2 separate regions of the Hordeum vulgare genome follow, and region 1 is linked to region 2. Evidence: chromatin contacts called from public Hi-C data. All regions are on one chromosome and are shown on one strand. The core of a region is the stretch at or near the end of the contact, and the rest is flanking DNA. Distances in the headings are between cores, read along the strand shown.

Region 1 (7,045 bases), core at 2,733-5,232, 93 kb before region 2:
TATATATATATATATATATATATATATGTATGTATGTATGTATGTATGTGTGTGTGTGTAAAGCGCCTAGAATAACGTGTAGAATACGATGGTGCACGTTATTTTCATGTTTAATAAATATAAAATATGTTTACTTCAGATGTGTATCATTTTCAAAATTTCCATATGGGATCGTTTCAGAAACGCTATATGTTATTTTCGATCTTGTTTAAAATGGCTAGATAAACAGTTTACTTATGCTTCACTTCTTGTAAACTTGTCGTGTAATTAAACGAGAGTGAACCAAATGGTTCAAACACGAAGTTTCGTTAATATGCAACTCGTTGCATATTGAACCTCAAGTAATGTACAATACTTGTTTGTTGTGCATGTCATGCCTTGCATATTTAAGCGGACGAAACGAAAAGGTTGTGTAGTACCTGTTTGTTGTGTTTGAGGTGAATAGGTTGTGACAAAAAACGAAACGAAAAGATGGGAGACGAAGCGGAAAACCGGCAGCCAAAGGATGCAACGTTGGTATTCAATCCCCACTACAACAAAACGTTTTTAGCTCCCGTCCAACCTTTCACATACCAGTCATGCGTGTCAAAAATTTAGATAACGGCTTAGCTCATTACCGCAACGAGTGACACGTCGTGACGTGGCAAGGCTGACGATGAAAGAGGAACGTGCATGTATGTCTCTTTTGTTTTCATGCTCATACATGTGGAAAAACAACCTTCCTTATAAAGAGATCCAACTCCTACTAAGTGAACAATATGAGACTAAATTTTTGCCCCACCTCTTGCGTTGCATGAATGGACTGAGTGGGCTCCTAGAATTTATTAGGAATTATAAAAATGCTATTGGACTGGTCCATATATAGATCAAATTCCAGCAAAAAATATTTCTATAAGGCATTCTTCCTATTCTCTACATTTCATACAAAAACACCTAGACTCAATGGAAAAATCCTATCATGTGAATTAAATCTCATTTCCTACGACGTAACTTTCCTACCCTATGAAATGAAACCAAAGGAGGCCTAAAGCTGCTATTTAGGTAGTACTACTTGCAAGTTGTTCCACTGCGAGTTGCAGCAGTAATCTATCACGGTGGCAGAAACTGCATTGTTCACTTAAGAGCATCAACTCAATTTAAGATTCTAGGAAACTGATCTGCTATTCCAGAAGGGCAAGGTTTTCCGACAACACGCGCATCCTTACATTATATCATCCATTGACAATTTGACATCTAGCTTCTGATGGGAAATGCTTTTCGTAGACTAACTTTCCACACATCAGGACACATGAGCAGGAAAACTGAGCTAAACCGGATCGCGACACACAAGGGTGCAGGGCAGTCAGGTGGATGAAATGATTGGCTCACCAAAGATGGCATCGTGTTGCCCTCCAAAGGCTTGCACAAAGAAACCCAAGATGCCCTCCAGGAAAGGGCAGCGGCAGCAGCAGCAGCAGCTTTGATTTCAGTCATCTTCCGTTAGGGCTAGGCAAAGGTCTCTGAGAGCTTGGAGAAACCCAGCTTCCTGAGACGGCTGCTCATCGGATTACCGCACCTGACATCCACCACCTCGACGCCATGCACATTTCCTTTCTTCTTGGCCTTTTCCAAGTTGGGGCTCCTGTCAACCAGCACACCATCCGAGTGCAGCATCGGGGAGCTGGACTTGTTCCGGTGAGAGCTCCTCCTTGTCTTGCAGGCTTCTTCAGCACTCACACGGTCAGCTCTGCCATTACTACTGTTGTTGTTGCTGCTGGAAACACTGGACGAGCTCTTCCTTAGGATGATCTTCCGGGGGCTAGCGCCACATGGCAACGAAACCGGACTGCTTTGGCGTCTTAGGCGCGGGGTGGCAGCTCCTTGCGGCGTGACTTTGATGGCCTCCAGTTCTCTCGTCATGAGTGAGCCGATGGTGCCGGTTGTGCCCACTTTGATAGCGCCTCCCTCACCGTTGACAAGCTCGGCAGCGCACGGCATGATCTGTTTATGAGAAAAGACTGGTAACTGATTAGGCTTTGTCACAAATGAGAAGGTGATGAAGCAAGATTTATTGACGAGAGAGACAGGGGCAGTGTACTGCAAAGGTGAAAACCCAGGGAGAAAGTTGCACGACAACTCGGATGAAAATCATGGCGTGTTCGTCATCCAAGATGAGAGGCGTATAATACTAACAGACACTTGCTTCCATGATTGTTACTCGAGAAAACATGGACAAGAATAAGGCTGTCATGATCATACCACTAGGGGAGTAACATGCATGGCATGGCAGTCAAGCCCTTTCTGCTCTGCTCCGAGATGAGGACTTGGGGTATCCACACAACTAATCAGCCTAGTTATTATGTCTACCCAACAAATCTAATCAATTTCTCCTAATGCTACCCACACGACAAATTTAACAAAATCATTGCATGCAGAAATGGTACTTTGTTCCGATACAATTTGATGGGCAGTCACATCATGTACCAATATGTTTTCGCAATAAAAATACTGTAAATATGCTTAAGAACGACACCGCTTTCCCCAGAAAACCTGATTTTTTTTTCCGCACAACATTGAGTTGAATTACATGACGCGACGGAGCACCGACAGTCTGAAACTACTAGTGTATAACACATTACACTAGTACCAGAAGGCGGAAGCAAATGGACAACTAACCTGTAAAAAACTCTCAGTGTACAAGGATTAAAAAACTCTCAGCATGCTTTTAAAAGCTTTGTTCATGTAATCTACGCCTCTGATTGAGGGCCTTTCAGGACAATTTGACCAGCATCTGAGGTATAAAGGTGCACTAGACACAAAACATTTTTATCCCCTTTTCTCATAAGCTTTCTGCTCCATCTTTCCTGCCTTAATTCCCTCAGTGCATCTACTGATAACTACCTTTAGACCATATACTGTATATCATGTAGGCCAAAAATGTTCTAGCTTACAAAATAATAATAAGTAGGCCACATTGGTATGTTATCCCCTTCTAGAGAAGTAGTACCCCTAATAATAAGTACAATGATTTTTGGCACCAACAGCAGCAAGAAGAAACAAATGGCATCAAGCATCACTTGATGGGATGCCAACTGGGCAAAGCAAAGAACCTACTACTTCCTTCCTCCTGCCGCATTCTTTTTTTCTGCATATCTATCCCTATTCTTGGATTCCTTGGGCTACTACTACTGGTCTAGTGACTGATTAATCTAATGCGGCACCAAATCATGTGGCAGCGCCGGCCAAACTCATTAATCTAAGGAACACTGAAACGGAAGAACACAAGAACTGGAACAGAAAATTTCCTTGAGAAGGAGCACCAGACGAGCGGCTCTGGACAGGAGCTCTCCATAACACAGTCTTGCTACTCCAGTTAAGGAGAAAATGAAAAACTAATGGACTAGTCTACACACAAGTGACAATTCGGGAGAAGAACAAACATTTGGAGCCATAGACAATTAGCAATCCGGGACAGATTCGAGAGAAATGGCACCCAGCCAAACCATTGCATTCCTCCTTGTGCCTTTTCTCAAAAATAATCGCAAGAAGAAATGGTGAGAGGGGAAATAGCAGTGGCAGGACCTCTGGATTGGATCCCCAAAGGAGCTCCCACCAACAATTTCGCGTAAAATCTTTCTTTCACCCCCCAACAGCACGGCCGTTGGAGATACCACGCAAAGCAACGAGATAAAAAGGATGCTGCGGCTTACCTACCGGCCTTGTGAATCTTGAAGCGCTTGAAGATCTTTGCGCAGCAGGAGGAGAGAGGGGTAGAAGAAGTGGGGAAGAAAAGGGGGGCAGCTTCTGGCCAGAATTGAATTGAAGAACACAGGGGAAGGGTGAGGAGAGGAGATATCGACAATGGGGTCACACCAAACGCTCTGTGTTTTGAAGACCGCGACCTATATCATTATCACCTCACCTCCATTTATTGCCTCCCTCCTTCCCTCTCCTCTCCTCTCCTCTCTCGTTTTGTCATGTGCCCGTGTACAACGCTTGTCTTATCGGCCAAAGACGAGTGGTGTGTATTTATGGGTTATTCGTATTTACTCATTTTTTTACGACCTTGCCTATTATTTTGTTGATAGAAGAAGTTGAAAAAAAGTACTCCCTCCGTTCAGAAATACTTGTCCTAAAAATGGATATAATGGATGTATCTATAACAAAAATAAGTCTAAATACATTCATCTTTAGGACAAGTATTTTAGGACGGAGGTGATATATGAGATGATACAATGCATGACACGGATGCAAAATATGTGAAAATGACGTTCAAAGAACTTTTTTTTTCTCGAAACAGGCTTTCGCCCCGCTTTATATATAAAGCAAATAAACCAGTATCCAGACATCACATCCCAACAAAGTGACAGAAAAGAGGACCCGCTGGGGCAGCAGCACAATCCAGCCTAAGAAAAGAGAAGAAACAAAAAATGCCATCAAAGGGACCAGCTAAGCAGCATGCGAGGTAGAGGAGAGCCGTCGGACGCCCACCATCAACGCGTCCAGGTAGCACTGAAGCCGGTCACGGTCTCGGGTCCTAACGAGCGGATGCGAGTGCTACAAGAAGGCAATGAATTTGAAGTACGAGTCAGATGCACGCCGCTGAAACACCTTCTCAATCACCATTTTATTGCGAGTAGTCCAAAGAGTCCACATCATAGCTGCGAAGACCAGCCAAAACAGTCGGCGTTTACGGTCGACCTGGGTGGCCCGCACGTGCAGAAAATATGCAAGGTCATAGGCCTCCCACTCCGGCCCCAGAGCCTCGCGTACAAAGCACCAAAGGGCCTGTGCCGCGACGCAGGAGAGCAGAATGTGAGATCCAGTCTCCGGGACATGGCACAAGGGACAGATGTTGTTACCCGGACCATGGCGTTTCAGCACCTCGGTCCCTGAAGGTAAACGGTCTCGGAGAAGCTGCCAAACAAAAATCTTAATCTTCAGGGGCAACGGTGCCTTCCAGAGTGGGGATAACCACGGGAGGACCGGCATCCTGCACAACGCCAGGTAGACCGAACTAACGGAGAATTCTTTCGAGGGAGAAAGACTCCAAGAAACACTATCGCTGGCCGACGAGACCGGGAGGGGAACCACTGACAATAGTAATTCCCAGTCCTGGACCTCAGCTGAACTGAGGGGACGGCGGAACACAACATGCCATCCGTCCTCCAAAGCAGACGCAGAGACAATGACAGCAGGGTCATTGCAAATAGCAAAGAGCCTCGGAAAACGAAAGCGTAAAGGCTCCCCATCCAACCAGGAATCTAACCAAAACTGGGTCCTAGACCCATTGCCCACCAAGACCCGCAGACCCAACTTAATATCGTGCTTGATGCCCTGGATAGATTTCCAGAACTGCGATCCATTCGCGAGCGAGCAGGCCAAGAGGGGTCTGCCTCGAAGGTACTTGGCCTCAATCAGTTGAAGCCACAAACCCCCGTCTCCCTGCAGGATCCGCCACACCTAATGGAGCATCAGGGCCACGTTCATGCGGCGGGACGCAGGAATGCCCAAGCACTCTCGGTCTTTTGGCAGGGAGATGTCGGCCCATTTCACCATGTGATACTTGGGTCTACCATTCCCTGCCTGCCAGAAGAATCTAACCAGCTCCTTGTCAAAGGCGTTGTGCACGCCTTCGGGCAAGATATACATCCCCATCATATACATGGGGAGGCTCGCAAGGTTAGAGCTAATGAGAATGGATTTGATTCCTTTAGACGTGAACCTGCCGCACTGTGACAGCCCGAGACCGACGTTCCAGAAGCTTCCCCTTTTCTTTTCGTTTTCGTCGTGTGGGAATTTTCAGTTGCCGCATCATCATCGCATCATCTGCATTGCATCGGCATCTCCGTTGCCGCCAGTTTTCAAAACTTGCATTCGTTAGTAGTCGCCGGTTCTCGTCGTTGTTTGTTCTGAGCCCGACCGCACACGCACGCGCCCGCGGCAACGTCGAAACCCTGTTTTTAAAGTGCGTTTAAAACTTTCTCTGATCGGGTTGAGATTTGACGTGCGGTCGTGTTTAGTTATAGCTAGGCCGCCTGTCGAATTTCGTCGCGATCGAAGACCGTCTGGTACCCGAACGGTCGACCGTAGCGGCACCGTATTCGGGCTACCGTCGGACGTCTGTCGGTGTTTTAAAACTCGTGCCGCGCCGCCCGCTCTCCCTCTCGTCTCCGGATGTCTACACAACACGGCCACGTAGCACGCCCCGCGTTCGGAATCGTCCGAATCCGACCCCGCGGTTGGATCCGGATCGCGATTCCGGTTAACTGAGCCCCCCGTTTGTCTATATATAGACCCTCTTATTATTTTAGGACAGCTACCTCTCTCCTCCTCGTTTTCCGCGCAGCCCAAACCTAACCCTAGCCGCCGCCCCACCTCTCTCTCCCCTGCCGCCGCCGCCGGGCCCGCGAAGCCCATCCGGGGCCCGCCCGAGCCCGAACCGCCGTCGCCACGCAGCCGCCGCCGCCCCTTTCTCGTCCCTGCGCCGCGCCTCCCATGGCCGCCGTGCCCTTGGCCGAGCCGTGCTACCGGAGCCGCGACAGCCAGCGGCCGGGTCCCGCGTCTCCCCCGCAGCTCGCTCGAGCCCTCGCTGCGCCGCCGCCGGCAGCCGCGCGCCATGGCCTCGAAGCTCGTGTGCTCGCCGCCCAGTGCCCTCCGGCGCCCGGATCCGGTGGATCCCGGCCGGATCCGGCCTCCCTTGCACTCGTCGTCGGGTTCGTGGCCGCCGCCGCCGCCGCTCCTCGACCTCCCTCGCCCCGACGTGCCCGTCGCTGTCAGGTGCGCCGCCAGCAGCTCCAGGTCGGGAGACGAGGAGCGTCGCCCCGCCTCCTCGCAGCGCCCCCCTGGCAGGCCTCCTCCCGTCTAGGCCTTTCCCCGCTGCGGCCTGCAGCTGCGTCGCCCCGGCCCATTACGGCAGCCCGAGCCGACCGCTGGCCTCGCTAGCCGCCGGGCTGCCTCAGCGCCGCCTCGGCCCACTTGGCCCCCTCCTCGCCTCGGCCAGGCCGGCCCCGAGGCCCACCGAGGTGAGCTTAACCCCCGCCAGTGCGTTTTTATTTATCTAAGC
Region 2 (7,395 bases), core at 112-2,611:
CAGAAATACCTCAAGTTTGAATTTAATTCAAACTTGATTTATTTTTCTATCTCTAAAAATATCCAAACTAATCCTATTAAATAGAGCATAATTTGGTGAGTCCAAAACCATTGTGTTTCATTCAAAAAACCCTCTCATTTTTCTCTGGAGTTTTCTACAAGTTTCTGTTTTAATCAAATGGAAAAGAAAATTCACACATAGAGAGAGGAGGCTACAAGTGCAGCCCAGCAGCGCAATCTAGCGTGCCTCGCACGCGTGCCAACGTTTCTCACCTGCTCGCTCGCTCGCCCCTCAGCCCGTACGCTCCATGTGGACTAGCCGACCCCACCTGTAAGCCTCGCCACCAAAGCGACCCGCACCCACCTTTTTGTCCACCTCTCACCTCGCCGCACACATGGCGAGCCCGAGAGCGTGTGAGATCGCCCGGCTCGCCCTAGCCCCTATTTAACCCCTCTCGTAGCAACCACTTCCTCAACACGACACATAGCTTCGCGATGGCGCCCGCGTAACCAATGTTCACCGTCCTCGACCACGCGATGTCCGTCTTCTTCTCTGACATCGATTACGTCATCTACATCCACTTCCGCACCGTGGGACGTCAAGGACCTCCAAATTATTCCCCTTAATCAACTCCGGCCACCCATAGGTGTGTGACCGTTGTCGTGCTTGTTTCTGACCTCCTCCCGGTAAGCTAAGGCCATCAACGTGTTCGCGGCGAGCATCCTCGCCGATCCCCTCCTACAATTTCTCTGAGGCTTTGCTTGGTTTCTCAAAATTTAAAGGAGTTTGGAGGGGATTGAAAGAGATTAAATCCCCTACAAGTCAAAATTCACCTTAATCCACTTCAATCTACTTCAATCCCCTTGTGGGAGGGATTAACCAAACAAGCCCTGATTGCTCTGTGTAGCCCCGTTCGGCCGTTTGCCATGAGAGCACGAGCCCGTCGTTGTTGGACCTCAGCTCCAGCGAGTGCTACGACCTAGTAAGCCGTGCGTGTGCATGCGTATATGGTCACAGTCGAGCGTAGGGTCCATTTCTGTCGTCAACTGAAAGTTTTGCTCATTGTAGCTTCGTATTCGAGCTTGCTGTTGCCGCCTCTGTACCTCGTCACCGGCGTGTTCCCATTGTCGTTCGGTGTCGTATGCTGCATGTGTGAGCACGGACTTTCTTTGCGAATCGATTGCACCCATCCGCCGCGTGGTTGGGTCACCAGAGAAGCTCCGGTGCCTCCACCGCCATCTCTGTTCCTCGCCGGCACCCTGCGTTGCTTCACTATAGTTTGAGCCGCTGACTGGTGGGTCCGAATGGACGCCAGGATTGTGTCAAGAGAGCTCGAGCCCTTCTCTCGTCAAGTGACCACCTCTAGCCTGATTGGATCGACCGAACCAGACACTAACAGACAGGCCCCACCTTTCAGTGACCCTGATCCTTCGCTGTACAATGAATGTTTGATTTGTTTCCTAACTATTCTTCATGCAAGACTTTCCATACTTATATTTTATTTATGTTTTAAGGATTAGGCATGCAAGACTTGCCATACAATAAATTGTATTAATTTTTGATTTTTTTTCCTGAATTGTTGGGTATCTAAATACATGTATTTTTGTTTACTAACGATATAATAGGGGTATCTAATACTTACTAAAGAAATTACGTACATACGCATGATTTTTTCCTACGTATGTATGCCCATGCATGATTTTTTTGTACGTCCATATATCCACTCATGATTTTTTTAGTTTTATTAGAAATGTATATTGCATGCCAATACCCACACATGATTATTTTCATACATACAAGGTCCTAAGATTGCATGCCGGCATACAATTTTTTAATGCACACATGCTTTGGAAATATATACAAAACTATATACTTTGGATGGTTCGTACCCAAAAAAAATACACTCTTTTTAATAGACGTATATTCTTTTGAGACATACCCACAAATGATACTGAAGATATACCTAAAAATACATGTATACACACGATATTATGTATTTATTGTCTAGGGGTATATACTCATAAATTTTATGCCGAGGTATGTAAATACGACGAGTATGCACTTACAACAAGAATATTGTGTACTCTAGGTATATATAGACACAAAAAAAAATCTATACATACTAAATAAGTGAATCCATACATACGTAATCGAATGGCAGGGCCGGCCCTGGGGGGGGGGGGGGGGGGGGTTTCCGCGGGGGCGGCCGCACGGGGCCCAAAATTGTTGGGGGCCCGCTGCATATATAATATGTATACTAGATCAGGCATGTACTAGGTATTGTAAAGTCTCTCGTCATGCCTGTCTCTCGTCTCCCTGCACGCCGCGACTCTCATCTGTAGGAGTACGAGACTACGACGCGGGCTGCGGGCAGGCCCTGGACGTCGGCTTCATTGCCACGCAGGCACGCACGCCGGCACGCGGAAGGGCCCTCGCCGGTTGCTTCTTCCGTAATGTCCGTCAGTCTATCTGTTCTCCACTTCTCCTGAGGATCTCGTTCTAGTTTGATTCGTAGATCAGTTCTCGTTCTAGTTTGCAATTTACTGATGCCTGATGGATCTGGACCTGCAATTACTTCTAGTGATTCCTTTTAAATCTTTGGGTAGTTAATGCCCTATTTTTGATTCAGATTTATTTATTTTCAGAATTACTCCCTTCATTCTTAAATATAAGACCTTTTAGATATTCCACTATGAACTACATACGGATGTATGTAGTCATATTTTAGGATGTAGATTCACTCATTTTGCTCCATATCTAGTCTATAGTAAAATCTCTAAAATGTCTTATATTAATGAAACAGAGGGAGTAGTAATGAAGCCTGAATCAGGTGCTGTCAAAAGAAAAAAGTGGAAAGGAGATTAAAAATTGGTAGATTCACAAAGAGGATTTCTTCGTAAGTTTTTGGCGAGTAACCCAACCACTTCAAAAAATCCAGACGAGTTGGCGTTAGTTTTTGTGGAAGAACCAAGTAATGTGAATCTAGAAGATGATATCCATACAGAAGACAATGTTGACATCGACGCGGACGATAACAATGTGAGTGATCATGATCATAATTCATCTCCCACGGAATCTGCACTATTTATTTATACTTAGGGGCCCTAAATTTTAGTTTCGCTCCGGGCCCCCAAAATCTCAGGACCGACCCTGTCGAATGGGATGTACTAAATATTCTGGGTATATAGATACACAAAAAATGTAATGCATACATACGAAATATTTTGCTATATACGTAGTCAACAATGTAATGCGTGTGTATTAAATAAATGAATCTGCACATACATAATCTAATCGATATGTTCTAAGTATTTTGGGTATATACGTAGAAAAAATCTAGTGCATATATAGTAAATATTCTAAGTATATACATATAAAAATCAAACGGGCACATACTTAAAAAATGAATTCATACATACCTAATTCATACCTGTATGAAATAAATGTCCATATACATAATGTGTAGTACTTTTCTTTTTTAAAATATATTTCCATGCATGACGTGCTAGACCATGCTTAATAACATTCATTTATGTCTCATAATTGTTTCAAAATTGCTAATTAGTGATGGATTAATTCATTACCCTTTGTAACACACATCTAAATGCAATTAAATGGTGCAAATGCAAGGAGCCTGGGCACCTAGGAGCCCCAAACGGTCGTCCTATATATATATATATATATATATATATATAACAAATATTTCGTATGATCGGTGTAGTTACTCTCACTTTTGTTTGATATGTTATAGGTAGTATCTATTATATCGGAGAATATGTATGCGTAGTATGTAGTATATAAAAATATTTAGATAATATATATATACTACTTTTAGGTAGTATGTACCATATTTTTATCATACTCTTTTTTACGTACAAATATGTACGCATTCCATAGTATTATAAAAATTATGGATTAACTATTTTTTTTCATGTAACATACTTTGTAATATCTTATACAGTATATATTATGTGAACATACTTAAAATGATAAATCAGTACTTCCTCCGTTCCGAATAATAAGTCACTAGGGATTATCTTCCGACCAGGTGAAAAAGGGCAAATGGACCTTTATGGCCTCGGTTCAAATTCTAAACAATACAAGGTCATGATTGGATTGTCGTTTTCATTAGCAATACAGCTGTAAACAATACACGCCTCCGGCCGTCGTTTCGCTTTCGGCCGGAAATCGCTACTTGCCCGGTAAATTACACCTGTAGATAAAATACCTCTGTATTGAAATACACCGATACCAAGCGCGGCCTTAGCGTCTTCCACCTCCGCCTCCGCTCACGCACTCGCCCTCCACCTCCACCTCCGACCTCGACCTCGACCTCCCCCTTTGGCCCCGCCCTCCACCTCCACCTCCACCCAGATCCTGGCGCCTCCTCCTCCAAGACTGCGCCCGGGTCCAAGCGCCTCCACTTCCAGGTCCAGGCGCTTCTCCTCTCCCGATCTCGGGTGCACGTCCAGGTCCAGGCGCTCCTCCTCTCCATCTCCAGGCCCACGCGCTCCTCCACTCCACCTCCAGGCCTTGTCCTAGAGTTGCCACTACCGGTGGTGCCGGTGCTGCACACGGCACACCTAGGTTGAGGTTATTCCTGGAGCTCCTGCTGGGGTTGGTTGATGCCCACATTCATCTCATCAACCTGAATTTGGTAAAAACTCCATCAATATTTGGCAGTAATGTGAACAAGTTATTGTCAACTGAATTTGAAGCGATAATTTGAACACACGAGTACTCCATGAGTATCACAATTCAGAGATACTCTAATGATTCAAAGTAGATGCTGACATATTTACTGACAACATAATCATTTACTATCAAATGAGAGGGAGTGATGTGAATTTGGCAGGAGGTTCATCTCACGAACCTGAATTTGGCAATTTGACTTGCATGATGCTTTTCGTACAAGATCATAATCTTAATCAGAGTAATATAATGATCATAAAATGAGACTTGTGTCAATTGATTAGAGTAATCAGAGCATTTCAGGAAAATGTGAAAACATGATCATTTTGCAGGAAGATTAGTAGGTACAGTGACATACCTAATCATTTTGTGATACAATATCCTTGTGATCCCAGCCTTTCTGGGAGCACCATTTGGTGCATGCAGTTTTCTTTGTTGTTGACTGAGTGTTTCTGTCACGCCTAGGTCACAAGCGATTGGGAGGGCTCGTTCTCCTGGGCATGCTTCTCGTTATTCTGAGCATGGTCACAACAACTGGTCAATGACAACGGTAGTTTGACAACAACAAGAGGTTAATACCAATACCAACAAAAGTATGTTAATAACAACATCAACAACAACAGGTTAATAACAACATCATGAGCAGCAGGTTAATAACAACAGACAACAGCAGTAGTCTGACACCTACTCTGAGGCACAACAACAACAGCACCTCCAGCAACTTGACATGGCAGCAAGAATTTGACATCAGTATCAGTACTTGATAGCAGCAATTCTCCTACAACAGTAATCCAACACTAGTAGACCACTTTGACAACAACAACAAGAAGATGTAGAACATGGTTGTGCCAGACCTCAACTGCACTCCACGTGCAGATGAAATGGATGAAGATCCAGTAGTTGACATGGATGAAGATGCAATACTTCAAATGGATGAAGATGCAGGTACAATTACAGTAGCATTTAAGACTATTTTCTTCTAATGGATGAAGATGAGGCTTGAGATGAGACTTGACATGTGTGGAGTATGATCATTTGTGTAACTCTTTGTTGTGATACTGTTATTTGTATGATCATTTTAACTCCTCAAGTTAGAAGAAGAGAGAAGTGCTACTCCTACTCCTACTCCTCAAGTTAGAATTATTAACACGAAAACATCCAGTTAAAAGAAAAGTTTCATTGTGGATTTGTCATGTTTAATAAAGCTTCACAATGTGCAATGAAAAAAGCATCACAATTTAATCGTATTTTTTCATTAAAAAATCAATCATATTTCTACACCACATTTTTGGACAATGAATGTTGAGGTTTTTCTAACCAACAATTCTGAACAAGCACAAATTGCATTCGTATAGCAAGGACAAAGAAAGAGAAGAAGGTGTTCACAACTGCCAACAGCAGAGCACACTAGCAGCTGGCTCCGGCGTCTCTCCACATAAACAAGAACTGCATAAACAAGAACCAAAGAAAAGAAGATTTAATTAATTAACTGAAATTAAACAGCAACAGTACACTAGCAGTACACTAAGAGAGAAGAAGAGATAGAGAGAATTAACTGAAATTTACAGTAATTAACTGAAAAAAATTCAGTTAACTAAAAAAATTACGAACTGAAATTCAAACACTAGTCCTTGCAAAATTTACAACAATCTGATCTCGTGGGAAGACAAGAGAGGAAGAGGAGAAGAGAAGAGAAGAGAGTACTCCATATATTAGGCCAAAATTATTTGTACTCCTAGCATATTACTCCAGCATACTGTACTCCAAAATTCTTTGTACATCAATAACTGCATTCAGAAAAGAGAAGAGCTACCTCAACTACTGAAATTACTAGAACACTCCTCTTGTAAGCAGAGAAGAGAAGAGAAGTTGCAATACGGTTAATGGAGTACTCCTTTAGCGATGCACTGCTACTGTTAAGCACAGAAGAGAAGAGAAGAGAAAGAGAAAGAGAAGAGAAGAGAAGCTGCGCCATATCAAGTTTTTGAATAACTACTGCACTAGGTCAGCTACTGCTCTGAAAAATTACTGCACCAGATCAAACTACATCACCTTCTCTGAATAACTACTCCATTAACAGGAACAAGCTAATCCAAAACTAACAGTGCTCTGAATACTGTAATTAACTGTACACCTTCTCTGACTAACAGTACACCGATCAGTTACTCCATTTTAACAGTACTACTCCATTAATAATAGCTCCATGGGCAGAATTAACACCTTCTCTGAATAATTACTGCAAGAATTAACACGGTCATGGACAACTTGAGCCAAAGGAACTGAAGTTATCTGGAATTCTCAACACCATTTATATATATTTGATGTGGGTAATATTGATAACTTGGGTATGAGAACTGGTTGGCGGAACCATCTCATTAACAACCAACAGCGTAGTAATATTTTGCTTTTAGCCCCTCTTGTTGTAGGAGAAAATTTGCTTTACGCTAAAACTTACAACACCACCTGCCATATATGCATATAGTATAGATGATATTTTACCCCCTCTCATATGTGACTTGCCGGCATATTCAATATGCTGACCTACACAGCTGCAACGTCTTATGTTGCAGATATTTTTCTTCGACGAGTAAGAGCACGATTCAGGGTTACGGTCTACACTCAACTTGTCGTTGGTGTTTATTGGGACTCCACTCCCTTGACTGCTTCCGCTGAGATATTTAAGGTATATATCAGTTTTACGCT

The links. A called contact is a pair of places that touch in the nucleus more often than the background predicts.
Region 1: a contact with region 2 is called in a Hi-C map of leaf, with 2.9 times the contacts expected there. The contact joins the promoter of LOC123425862 here to the enhancer-like site in region 2. A contact is called at or near these places in 3 of 6 Hi-C or Micro-C datasets (leaf and seedling).

What each region holds. Positions count from the first base shown.
Region 1 is chr2H:205,484,805-205,491,849 of MorexV3_pseudomolecules_assembly, reverse strand. LOC123425862 reads right to left here and starts at 3,982. Exons shown (of 2, transcript XM_045109605.1): 1 at 3,694-3,982; 2 at 1,143-1,980. The coding sequence starts at 1,977. The coding sequence ends at 1,486.
Region 2 is chr2H:205,388,822-205,396,216 of MorexV3_pseudomolecules_assembly, reverse strand. LOC123425861 (a long non-coding RNA gene) reads right to left here and starts at 6,738. Exons shown (of 3, transcript XR_006621940.1): 1 at 6,397-6,738; 2 at 5,051-6,138; 3 at 4,050-4,648. Within about 2 kb of position 1,361, at least 2 of the 3 cell types and tissues checked have open chromatin away from gene starts, as enhancers often do. A contact at or near this core is called in leaf, where this site is marked.